Linked DNA regions of Mus musculus: all the other regions are linked to region 2. Evidence: chromatin contacts called from public Hi-C data. All regions are on one chromosome and are shown on one strand. The core of a region is the stretch at or near the end of the contact, and the rest is flanking DNA. Distances in the headings are between cores, read along the strand shown. Region 1 overlaps Trpm3 (transient receptor potential cation channel, subfamily M, member 3). Region 2 overlaps Trpm3 (transient receptor potential cation channel, subfamily M, member 3). Region 3 holds the start of Trpm3 (transient receptor potential cation channel, subfamily M, member 3).

Region 1 (4,001 bases), core at 28-2,527, 290 kb before region 2:
CTACCAGACATTGTTCCATCTCAGGGAACCCATGTCCGGCAGCTTCTTTGCCATCTCAGTTCATCATCTGGGCGAATATTATTAGTGATAAAAAAAAATTTTCACTTGTAATCTTAATACCTGCCCTAACTTCCTGAGTGGTCTTCAAAATGTTATGCAACCTACTTGGGTCTCAAGTTTCTCGAGTGTGAACTAGAAACGATTCCATTTTGTTGGGAGTTCTAAAGTGTTGTAAGATCAAAGATATGGACACCACACACACACATATATATGCATACACACACACACACACACACACACACACACACACACACATGAACTGAGATGGCAAACAAGCTGCGGGGTATGGTTTCCCTGACATGGAACAATGTCTGGTAGCATGAGCTCCATGTATCTAGGTTGTCATTGTTCTTCCTGGCAAGCAGAAACCCGTCATTGCTTCGATTTCCACTTTAGCTGAACACAGCAAGCTCTATGGTGGCTGTGGTGTAACTTGGGCAGCTTGGCTGTTTCCTAGCGTCTAATATACTTGATATACTGGGTGAGTAGAATGGTTATGAGGATTATAAGATGTCACTAATGCTGACAACCTTTCAGTAGCCAATACTAATTAGTGGGCTAGGCTCTAGCATATGTACACATACTAGATACTTCAGTATGTTAAGTAATCAGATATCGAGAGCTACAGACATACTGTTTTAGCAATACTATTAATATGCAGACATGTGGGATAGAGAAGGATGCAGGACTGTGAAATATGAAAACAAAAGAAGAAAATTAGTTGAGGCAAAGGAACTAAGTAAGATCAAAACATAGTCTTCTAGACTATCCAGCCTTTCTAGACTCAAGGCAAAAACAGCTCTAAACTGTCTGCGTGGAGGTGCTACTGTTACCTACAGCCCTGAAGAGTTCTCTAGAAGTAAAAAGCTAGTATGATTGCTACTTGTTTTCAGCTTAGCTAAAAATGTTGAACAGCAAAGACCATGATTGAATTGAGAAGCACCTAAGAGATCAGTAAGGAGACTTCTGGTAACAGAGTGGGGATTTGCAGAGAAAGAGAGAGAGAGAGAGAGAGAGAGAGAGAGAGAGAGAGAGAGAGAGAGAGAGAGAGAGAGAGGAGTAACCGAGGCAGGAAGACTTGTCAGGTAGTCTGCAGACACAACTGTGACAGACTGACACAGCTGCTGAGTGGGCTGCAGAAGCTCAGGTGCTGAGAGAATGGGGCTTCTGGTTTTCAGGAACTCTGTAGCTGCACATTCTAATTGCCTGCAGCAACCTCAAAAATGACTCATAGTGCTCCCCGGGAAAGCCTGGGGAAGCCTCATCAGGAATGTGTCAACAGTCCCAGGCTGCTGCTGGATCTGCTTTCTAGATCCTCTGCAAGCAGCACCTTGGGCAGAATTCATATTGCAGCATAGCTGGCAAAGGACCGAAGGAAGAAGCCCAAGAAAAGCCCAGGCTTCTCCCCAAAGATGAGAGGGAACGCAGACTCAACAGAAGACAAGCAGGCTTGCTTCCCATCCTTTGCCCTTACTTGCATGGGCATAGAAAGAATAAAGTTACAAGCCAAACGTATTTTTAAAAGGTTTTCAAATATGTAACTAGAGTGCATTCCTGTGTTGCTGTGTATCACCCAGTTACTATTCTAAGAATCCACTGAGTAGGAGTTGAAGCACTAATTTAATAAGAGCTTTTCAAAAACAAATATTAAAACGCCACATGAGACATGTCCCTTTCCCAATAGATGCTGTTAATAGTATATAAATAAATAAATCAGTGTTGAAATAAGAGAACAGCAAGGTACTGCAGCTTGGAGGGCTGAAGCGCAGGAGGTTGGGGTCCTTTCATACACATTCCATCCAATCCAGGCTCAGAGCAATGTGCCTACCTGGGACTTGTTTAAAGTGTTTTACCTAGTGCGGGGTTAGTGTGGACTTAGAGCTTTTCAACCTCTGACCTCTTTTCACCTGAGAAACCTTGTATGACCCTAAGGATGTAGCTATGTTAAACTGACAAACAAAGCAAACATTCACTGGTAAGCAGTCACCAGGAAATTCATTTTAGAATAATTTTAAAATTAATTTCTGATAGATATGTAATATTGTTTGTGGAAGATGAGTGCAGGTGTGCGCGTTAATGAAATAGTGTGCATATTTGTTCAAAACTATTCAATCCAAAAAATGTACTCACTTGATACATTACACATGCTGAGGATTGATTGCAGAGAAACATCAAAAAGTCATTATTTTCCATAATTATTATGTTTCTATAAGAGGAGAAAAGTTTGCATAGTAAAAACATGGCTGTTTATAGTTTGCAATAGGCTCAATTCTGACCCACAGTGTTTTCTATTATCTGGTCCTTGGCTCTACGGGACCAGAGTGAAGCTATTCTGTTCATTCTCAGAAGCTGGTCTGCATCTGTCTGGTTGTTTGTTTGTTTGTTTGTTTGTTTCCTGATGCAGTTTCTTAGAGCTAGACCTAGAGTTGGACACATGGCTCAGTGGTTAGGAGCACTCACTGCTCTTCCAGAGGAGGAGCGCTTGAATCTGAGCAACCCCATGGTTGCTAACAACAGTCTGCAATTCCAGTTACAAAAGGTCTGTCTAATGCCCTTTTCTAGCTTCTGCCAGCATTGTACATGCATAGTACTCAGACATGCATGCAGGCAGAACACTCTCATGCCAAAAGTAAAAATTTAAGTAGATAAAATTTTAATAATATATTTATCATATAAATTAATATGTATTATATAATATATTTATTATCTGTTATAGAAATTATTATATATTCTAAATAAATATGATATTATAAAATACAAAGCATTATATATTCTATATTATAATACATTATAAAATATAAATCATATGTATATGCATATAGATATGAATTATTTCTGACATACAGCCTTAAAAGACCTTCTAAGATAGCTGGAGAGGCTCCAGGACCAGTAGCCCCTGAAGCCTGCACTTGTATTTGGTCTTTGCACTTTACTTTGTTCAGGCTGTAGAGTTCTACATGAGGCGCTTGCTTCCTAGCACATTTTGCACTGGCGTTTTGGGATTATGTTTATATGAATTTCCTTTGAAACTTTACGGGCACCCTATGGCTCAGATGCATAGGCTCTTAACCAAATTCTATAACAATATGACCTAGTATTGAGCAATGACATCTTATAGCCACCTAATTAGTCTCTAAGTGTTATAACATATAAGCAAGGAACTCAAAGAGTATTTTTTCTGGCTTCTGAAAAGAGAATGTGTGTCTATAATGAATTAATTACCTGAAATATATTGACAAGCCACTTATTTTGTATAAGTGATCTTGGATTCTTTCTTTAACTGACGTATTTTCTTTTTGTTGGTGAATCGGAGAAAAATGTCACTCGTGGTATTCTTCCCTGGGATGGATAGACTCATTCTGAGCTAGGTTCCAATTCAAAGGGACGTTTGTAGACACAGTGTTTCTGTCATAAATCCTGGAACTTAATACCCTTATCCTCAGAGACTCAAGTGGCTAGGCGGCCCTGAAAAACAAAAGCACTTTAAAACTGGATGGCCATTGCCCAGAACACTCTCAGGAAACTTTCAGCCCTTTGAGTCAAGGAGAGCCTCAGAACATGTTACCGATCCTGTTCTTAATTTAAGCCGCACAAGTTCTGTCAGTTATGTCCAAGTGTCCTGCTGGAGATTTCTGTCTAACATAATCCAATATGACTCTTTAATAAGGGAGTTTCTAGACAGATCATGACTATGATATATTATTCAGTAGTGGAGTCTCCATCCCTCAGCACCTAGCATGGTGGCAGAAAAATACTTGGAATGCTCATTTTGATTTGTTAATGACTCGAAAAGAATTTTGTCACATCTGTGCTTCAACGCCCCTCCAGTGGCTCTCGCTGGCATTCTAGATCCAGTCCAGCATGTCTTGTGTTGCTTCAGTACGCCTATCAGCAGCCGGTCCCCATTCACCTATGAGAAGCACCTCCAAAGCTTTTCTCCT
Region 2 (3,610 bases), core at 750-3,249:
TGCTGTTTGCTTAGTATCGATCTGCAGAGTCCAGAAGAAAAAGGCATGGGACGGTCACGCAGGAAAAGAGGCATCTGGGTCCGCAGATTCCTGCTCCTGATGCACACAGGGAACATCTGGGGGCTTCAGAGACTCCTGGCAATGTGATGGAATTGGTGCGGGGCTGTCACAGCCTTCGTGTAAAGATCTCCAGATAATGCTGACAAGCAGCCCCAGGTGGGGGTCGCATACGTTCATAGTGTGGTCAGCAGGAAGTGGGCCCTCATATTGATTCTAACCTTCCCCAAGGAGGAGCTTGTGGGGATGGTCAGAATTCACAATGGCTGGCTCTGGCTAGAATGTCACTGCCCCATAATAAATGTGTCTGGGCATTCTGTTAGGAGATGTGTGACCTTTCCCTGTCACTCTAGCCAACCTGGACTTGAGCATCTTCATCTGCCCGGTGCAGATAGCAAGAGCCAAAGTCTAGGACCGCTTGGGACATTCCTTAGCACAACACATGGAAATTCCTAAGAGCTTGCCAAACATATGTTCACTTTTCAAATTCTCTGAGCCAAAAGAGAGTGCTTTCTGTTTTCTCCTCTCCCCTGCTAGTAGGATATTCAGTAGAGTAAAAATGGAGCAGGGTGCAGTGAGGTCTCTTATTCCATACGCCAAGGGTATCAATGGGGGAAAAAACCTGTTGGCATGTGAACTCACATATATGATTCCATTTTGGTCGCAGGGCATCTCTATTAAATAAGATAGGATAATTTTTATTGTTTTCATTTTCTAGCTGGCAGAACAGTGGCTTAGAGAGGTCCTATCTCACCCAACCACAAGATGGACAGCAGAGGATGCAAGATATTCCCACTACCTTCTAGGCTGTACCTGTTCTCAGCCACACAGGCAGCTGCTGAGGGGCCGCATGTGTGGACAACATGCCTATCACAGCAGAACCTTCTGTAGAGACAGAAATGTTATGTGTGCTTCTAGTCACACGTGGCTACTGGGTATTGAAATGCAATCGATGTCGGGCATGGCGACACTCACCTGCTATTCCAACATCGAGGAAGCCAAGCCAGGAATGAGTGCCCCATCCTGTCTTTAAAATAAACAGTAGATAGATGGATGGATGGATGGATAGATAGATAGATAGATAGATAGATAGATAGATAGATAGAAGATAGATCTACAGTGCACAGGAAAACAGACCGTGGCAAAGAAGGATCCCCCTGCGCGCGCGCACAGACACACACACAAAATGTCATTAGTGGAATGGAGTCACACGGCTTGGTTGTGGAGAAGAGGAATCGATGAAGAAGTGACTGGAAGGGTCTTCGTGGCATAACTAACTACTGTGTTTCTCTTGTCTTTTTTTGTTTGTTTGTTTGTTTTTGTTTTGTTTTGTTTTGTTTTGTTTTGTTTTGTTTTGTTTTGTTTTGTTTTTCCGTCCCACTTTATACAGGTGCCAATGCATCCGCCCCAGACCAACTGAGCTTAGCTTTAGCCTGGAACAGAGTTGACATCGCTCGCAGCCAGATCTTTATTTACGGGCAGCAGTGGCCGGTAGAGTATACGTCGTAGTCGTTACCCTTGAAAAGCCACCATGCGCTTGACAAGGGTTTTTAACGGAACCTTTGAAAGTGGATCAGAAATTTGGGCGGGGTTGGGGCGGGGATGGAGGAATCTTCTTTTGCATAGCATAGCTGGGCAGCAGTCTCGTGTTTGGGAACATGCTGTCACCTAGTGGACGATATTGCTAAGCGCACCACTAAAGGTTCCCTGGCTCTTAGCAATTTTTGGACGCATAGCCTATCTTATTATTCAATCTTTAAAGATACAGTTATAAAAAAGTTAAAATTTAGAGGAGTGGAGGGAGGAAGGGAGGGAGGGGAGAGAGAGAGAGAGAGAGAGAGAGAGAGAGAGAGAGAGAGAGAGAGAGAGAGAGAGAGAGAGAGAGAGAGAGAGGATTCGCATGTTTCTGGTTGTCTTTTAGGCGAGCAGAAGGAGGAAGCTGCTGCCACCAAATGGCGGCACGTTCCTGCTGGTTTGCTAATGGGCCAGGCCTCTGTGTACAGGTACCATCTGGTCCTGGTGGTTGAGCGCAGGTCGACCTATCCCAGCACAAGTGAACCAAAGCTTTATATAACTGCCCGTGGCTTTTTTTTTTTCCCCCGTCATTTGGCTGTCAAAAATCATAACTTGGGAAATGGGCCATTGGGTGATGTGCGCACGCATCCACGGGTGGCAGCCCAGCATCAGCTTGGAAGTAAGACTCTCTGAACCTTCCATCCCCAGGAGCTCTGGCCACCACTGAGTACCTGTCCTTATAGAGTTCAAGGATTTCTAATCGGGGAGCGTATTTGTCAAGGAATCTGGACGTTGAAAAAAATGAGAGAACGTGAGAAGAATACAAATCACAGCCAGTCCAGTGCTCCAACCCAGAAAATACATTGTTCTTAAGTTATGTGACGCCAGTTTGCCTCCGGAGTGTCCGTTACTACACACCTGCACACCTGTCCAGGCCTGTTTGGCCCTCAGCTATGTTTTCCTGGGTTCCTATCCTCAAGTCAGCCGGGGCTCTCATTCAGAGCCTAGGAAAGAAGGAAAGGAAGGCAGGAAAGTGTCTAGTGCCACCTGTACAGGCACAGCAGAAAACTAGCCAGAGAATCCATCAGGAGGAAGACCTTGGATCCTGAGGCTCCAGAACAAGAAAGAGATTTAGGAGAGAAAGTAGCTTCTAGACCTGGAGTCCTTGACTTCTGTTTCCCAAGACCTGTGCCTCCAGGACCAGGGGTGCCACCTGGCATCGGAGCACTGGCTCTGTCTGGTTTATCTAGAGACTTGCAGATATCAAGCCTTCTGGGTGAGCCCGGAGGAACTGCGCTTCTCTGACGTGGGCAGGCTAAGTGAATATCTTGAATTGCAGGTAGGGTCCCTGGAGCAAGCCATGCTGGATGCCCTAGTCCTGGACAGAGTGGATTTTGTGAAATTACTCATAGAAAATGGAGTAAGCATGCACCGTTTTCTCACCATCTCCAGACTAGAGGAACTGTACAATACGGTAGGGCCAAGCTAAGATGCCTTTTCATTTCTCTTTCTCTTCTGTTTGTTTCCCTCATCCTGCCTGCCCATACCCCCATGCCTGTGATTCTCTTCCTGTCTCTCCTGTGATGCATGCGTCATTCCTCACTTGCATTCCCTTACACCTGGATAGACGACAGACACCGAGTCACCAAGAACTCACTTGTTCTAACTGCTCAGTTGTCAGCATCTTAGGCAAAAGGTGTCGTGATCACCATAGGGCGTTGTTCTCAGATTCTAACTCAAAACCACAAGCAGGTCTCTGTCAATTGGAACACACGCACTCTGTAAGCCCAGGGAGGTGTTGGTGACAAATAGTGCAAGGAGGGTTGGTTTAGCACCAACCATCAAATGATGCTTATTAAGTAGCTTGTATCACCATGCCATCCTCGGAGCTACTAAGTTCACACACACACGTGCACACGCACACACATACACACATGCACACACACATGCACACAAACACATACACACATGCACACATACTCACACACACATACACACATGCACACACACACACACATGCACACACACACATGCACAC
Region 3 (3,557 bases), core at 600-3,099, 440 kb before region 2:
ACTAAAGCCAGATTTTAGGATTTAGGAGGTTAGACAAACCTCAGTGACATGGCACACCTACCTGTGAGGGACTTAGTCCATCCTTTGTTGCAATTCTTGTCAGATTAAAGGGCCAGAAAAAAAAAACAAGGTAAAGGCTTTATTGCTGTTGCATATATATACATATATATATATATGAAAAAGAGAGGGACACTTGCTTAATCTTTGAAATAGGAATATTACAGCAGCATCTGCTTTGGAGTACTGATGTGAGTATGAACTTACATGATGAAAAGTGCCCAGCACCGTGCCTGACATCCCAGCTGCCAACACTTCAAAATGTCCTTCTCCCCACTGTGGACATAGGATGGTGACAGGAAATGAATCATATGTGAACCCTGTTACATTGACACTACTTTAATAGAGACTAATCCGATGCAGGATTTTTTTTTTTTTTTTTTAATGTTCAAGTCAGTGGTTCTGCAGTACTCAGCATCTCTGACTCTGGAGCACTTTAGGAAATGGCGCAGTGATGCAGGTGTCAGGTATTGTTACATTCTTTGTTCTTGATCCTAAAAGGCAGGCTTATAGCACATCTGCTCTAACCCCTCTGGATTTTATCCCAGAATACACAGTAGTCTCAGGAGTGGAAAGGGGAGGGGTCTGTTACCCATTTCTTCTAGTTAATTAAAAATGAAAAATCTCTACAGTCACTGGAAAGGAAATAAGGTGGAAATTTTAAGTACCCCAGAAACACTTGAAGGGCAAGGGTGTGGGGAGTCTCCTGGGCAGAGTCTTTTGTCAGTGATACTACTAAACTTTAATGTCTGGGGAGAGTGGGTAGTTCAAATAAGAGGTGTGAAAGGGCCACCCCCAGCCCTAACCCAGCCCTCCTGAGCTTCCCTGCTTTAAGTGAAACTGGCCAAATTCTGCCTTTAAATGGAAAAGTTCCCTCATGTTCCCTTTCACCATGGGAGCTTTAAAAACTGTTGGCTCCAATGGAGCCACACTTTTGTAAAGCCTCCTTCAAAAATTATTGAGAAGAGGGGGACACTCAAGGAAACCATTTTTTGTGGACAGTACCCTGTAGGGCACTTTAAGGGTTAAAGTTTGTTGCAGAGAAGGTCTATCTTGTGGGAATATCCCCCAATATAGAAACAACTATTGTTGAAAGGGTAAGCCACAAACGTCTTCTTTTGCACAGCTTTCTGTGACAGGAGTAACTCCTTGTTCCCTGTGTGTGTATGTGCGAGTTTGACTAAGCCTCTGACCATCTATCATCTACATGGGGCTTGCTTGTATCAATCAGGGTGCAGACTGTCAATCATAGTTAATAAAAGACTTCAGAACACAGCAGGGATCTCCTTTTACTATAGATCCATTCTACGATAGCTCTCAATTTATTATGTCACACAAATCAAAAAGGAAGCATTTATCTTATCATTCAGAGGCATCCCTTCTCCCTCCCGGTGTCCTAGCCCCTCCCCCTGCGCCAGTTTCCAGCCCCTCAAAGATGCTTTGTGCAAAAAAGTATAAGTTCTCCTTCTGGGTTCATTTTTGTTCCTTTTTGCTCTCCTCCTGGCTCCCCCCCAAAACAAGAGAGCAAAGCAAATGGCCCGGGTTCCCCCCCAACGCCTGACCTGTGTTTGCAGAAGGAGAGCAGGAGAGGGAGCGCGCATTCTGGAGCAGGCTCCTCTGACTCCGACCACAGGCTGTTTTGTGCAGGCTGTCCCTCTCCTTCGAAATCAAGCATCCCCCTCCCCGAAGCAGCAGGCAGCGTGCCTCCATTCGGCCACATTTGGTATGCATGAGCACGGCTGCAGGAAGAGGGGAGGTGGCTTTCTTAAGAAGGTTCAGGGGCTCAGGAAACGCCACTTGACTAGACTCCCAAGTTCCAGGAAGCCTCTGCCCTAATGGAATTTGCAGGTGTGGAGATGACCATGGGATGCCAGGGCCGTGGGGGACCGTTTATTTTCTAGGCACTGCCCAGATTTGCAGTTTCTTGTCTTCCCGGTGGAATTTGGAAGGGGTCATGAATCAGACTGATGCTTCTCGACCCCTAAATTGGACCATCCGGAAGCTATGCCACGCAGCCTTTCTCCCATCTGTCAGACTTCTCAAGGTACTGTAACTTGCTGCTTTGAATGGCTCTTACTCTGCTTTTCAGGTTGAAACGCCCAACTTCGCACTTGGGCTGGGACGCCAGTTCTGGGGCGTGAGAATGCATGCAGTTCTGGCTTGTATTACCCATGGCTAGAGAGAGTTCCCAACACCCCTACCCCACCCCCACCCCCACGCAGCCTGGAGGATAGCCTGAGCCACACTAGGGAATTAGATACGGTCTCAGGGATGGGGCTACCTGTGCGCATCCCCACCTTTCTTAACCATTAGTCCGCCAAACAATGGATTCTCTTATTTGGAAGGATGAGAATAATAGTGGGCATGAAATCGCTTCCTCTTCTGCATTTGGCTCCAGAGCTCATTTTCTTTCCCTGGGGAAGCCCTTCGACCCACTTTCCCTTAAATGGAACCTGAGAGAACAAAGGATTCTCCTCCTTATTTTAAAAGCTCCCTGGCTAGGTGGTCAGTCAGGTAGAGACAAAGGAAGAATGGACCTTATCCCATAGTGACTTTTTAAAGGCACGGTCATTTCTATCTCTTGGTCACTGGACTGGAGTCAGTGTGGAAAAGTATTGTTTCGCATCCGTGGAAGGAAGCCGTATCTAGCTCTGAGTTACACAAAAGATTCCTACTACACCTGAGCTGCAGTTGCTAGTTGTGTCCACAGTGCTCCTGTTTCTGGAAGCAAATGTATTAAAGATGCTGAAAAAGTCCTCACAACTCCTTGGGAATCTACCTTCATCCTCTGCCTGACAGGGAAGGACACAAAGTGTGAAGGCGTGGAGGAGAAATATTGCTTAGAAAAGAAAAACGTGCTAACCTTTGGGGGTGGGGGTGGGAGAGCATAACGGAATGTTCCACATTAAAGTTTGCCAGGCAAGACAAGTCCTTAATTCTCCTTTTCCTATTATATATGATCTTCTGATTTAATTACTAGTGACCATAGAGGGAACTGGCTGCAACAGAGGAATGATGGATTAGCCCTGAATAAATCACTCCTTTTTTTTTGGGGGGGGGGGGGGAGGTGGTATTCTGGTTAGGTTTGATGTGGACAGATCAGATAATTCTAAATAGCTAAGTGGTGTCTCGTTACCAAATATGACCCATTGTCTGAGTTTCCCTGACCCTGTTAAACACAAACTGGTATTAACTTTCACAAAGTGTGCCCCCAAGTGCCCTTCAAACCTCATCTTATGGTTGTCATGGCAATGACTTGCTTCCTAAGGGATATTTGGAAAGGAGAACATTTGAGGGCATAGGGAGTGGTTGAAATTTCTACACTTATGGGTGTTTTTGCTGTATTGGAGCAACATGTGTAATGAAGCGTGAAAAAGAATGAGGCCAGAGGATTAACAAATGAATGTGAATTTCCCTCCAGATTTAGTAGTCAATCAAGACTAGGGAAAAGAATGTTTTGGCAAATTCACTATGACTAAAAAAGTGAAGTTTTGTGAGCC

Evidence for each region. A called contact is a pair of places that touch in the nucleus more often than the background predicts.
Region 1: a Hi-C map of cerebral cortex shows a contact between it and region 2, with 5 times the contacts expected there. A contact is called at or near these places in 1 of 484 Hi-C or Micro-C datasets (cerebral cortex), 1 of 130 datasets of targeted methods (embryonic limb bud) and 1 of 9 other capture datasets (embryonic stem cells).
Region 3: a contact with region 2 is called in a Hi-C map of cerebellum, with 6 times the contacts expected there. A contact is called at or near these places in 9 of 484 Hi-C or Micro-C datasets (brain, cerebellar granule neurons, cerebellum and 5 more) and 5 of 130 datasets of targeted methods (bone marrow-derived dendritic cells, embryonic basal ganglia, embryonic stem cells and 2 more).

Annotation. Positions count from the first base shown.
Region 1 is chr19:22,595,659-22,599,659 of GRCm38.p6, forward strand. The region is part of intron 1 of Trpm3 (transient receptor potential cation channel, subfamily M, member 3); the gene reads left to right. Among named protein-coding and RNA genes, the nearest start is that of Gm33649, 120 kb to the left of the region's middle.
Region 2 is chr19:22,882,437-22,886,046 of GRCm38.p6, forward strand. It overlaps Trpm3 (transient receptor potential cation channel, subfamily M, member 3), which reads left to right. Exons shown (of 26, transcript NM_001362491.1): 10 at 1,448-1,548; 11 at 2,912-3,046. Among named protein-coding and RNA genes, the nearest start is that of Gm52388, 42 kb to the right of the region's middle.
Region 3 is chr19:22,446,359-22,449,915 of GRCm38.p6, forward strand. It overlaps Trpm3 (transient receptor potential cation channel, subfamily M, member 3), which reads left to right and starts at 1,850. Exons shown (of 26, transcript NM_001362491.1): 1 at 1,850-2,101. The coding sequence starts at 1,925. Gm27151 (predicted gene 27151) reads right to left here and starts at 2,224. Exons shown (of 3, transcript NR_168265.1): 1 at 1,620-2,224; 2 at 265-333.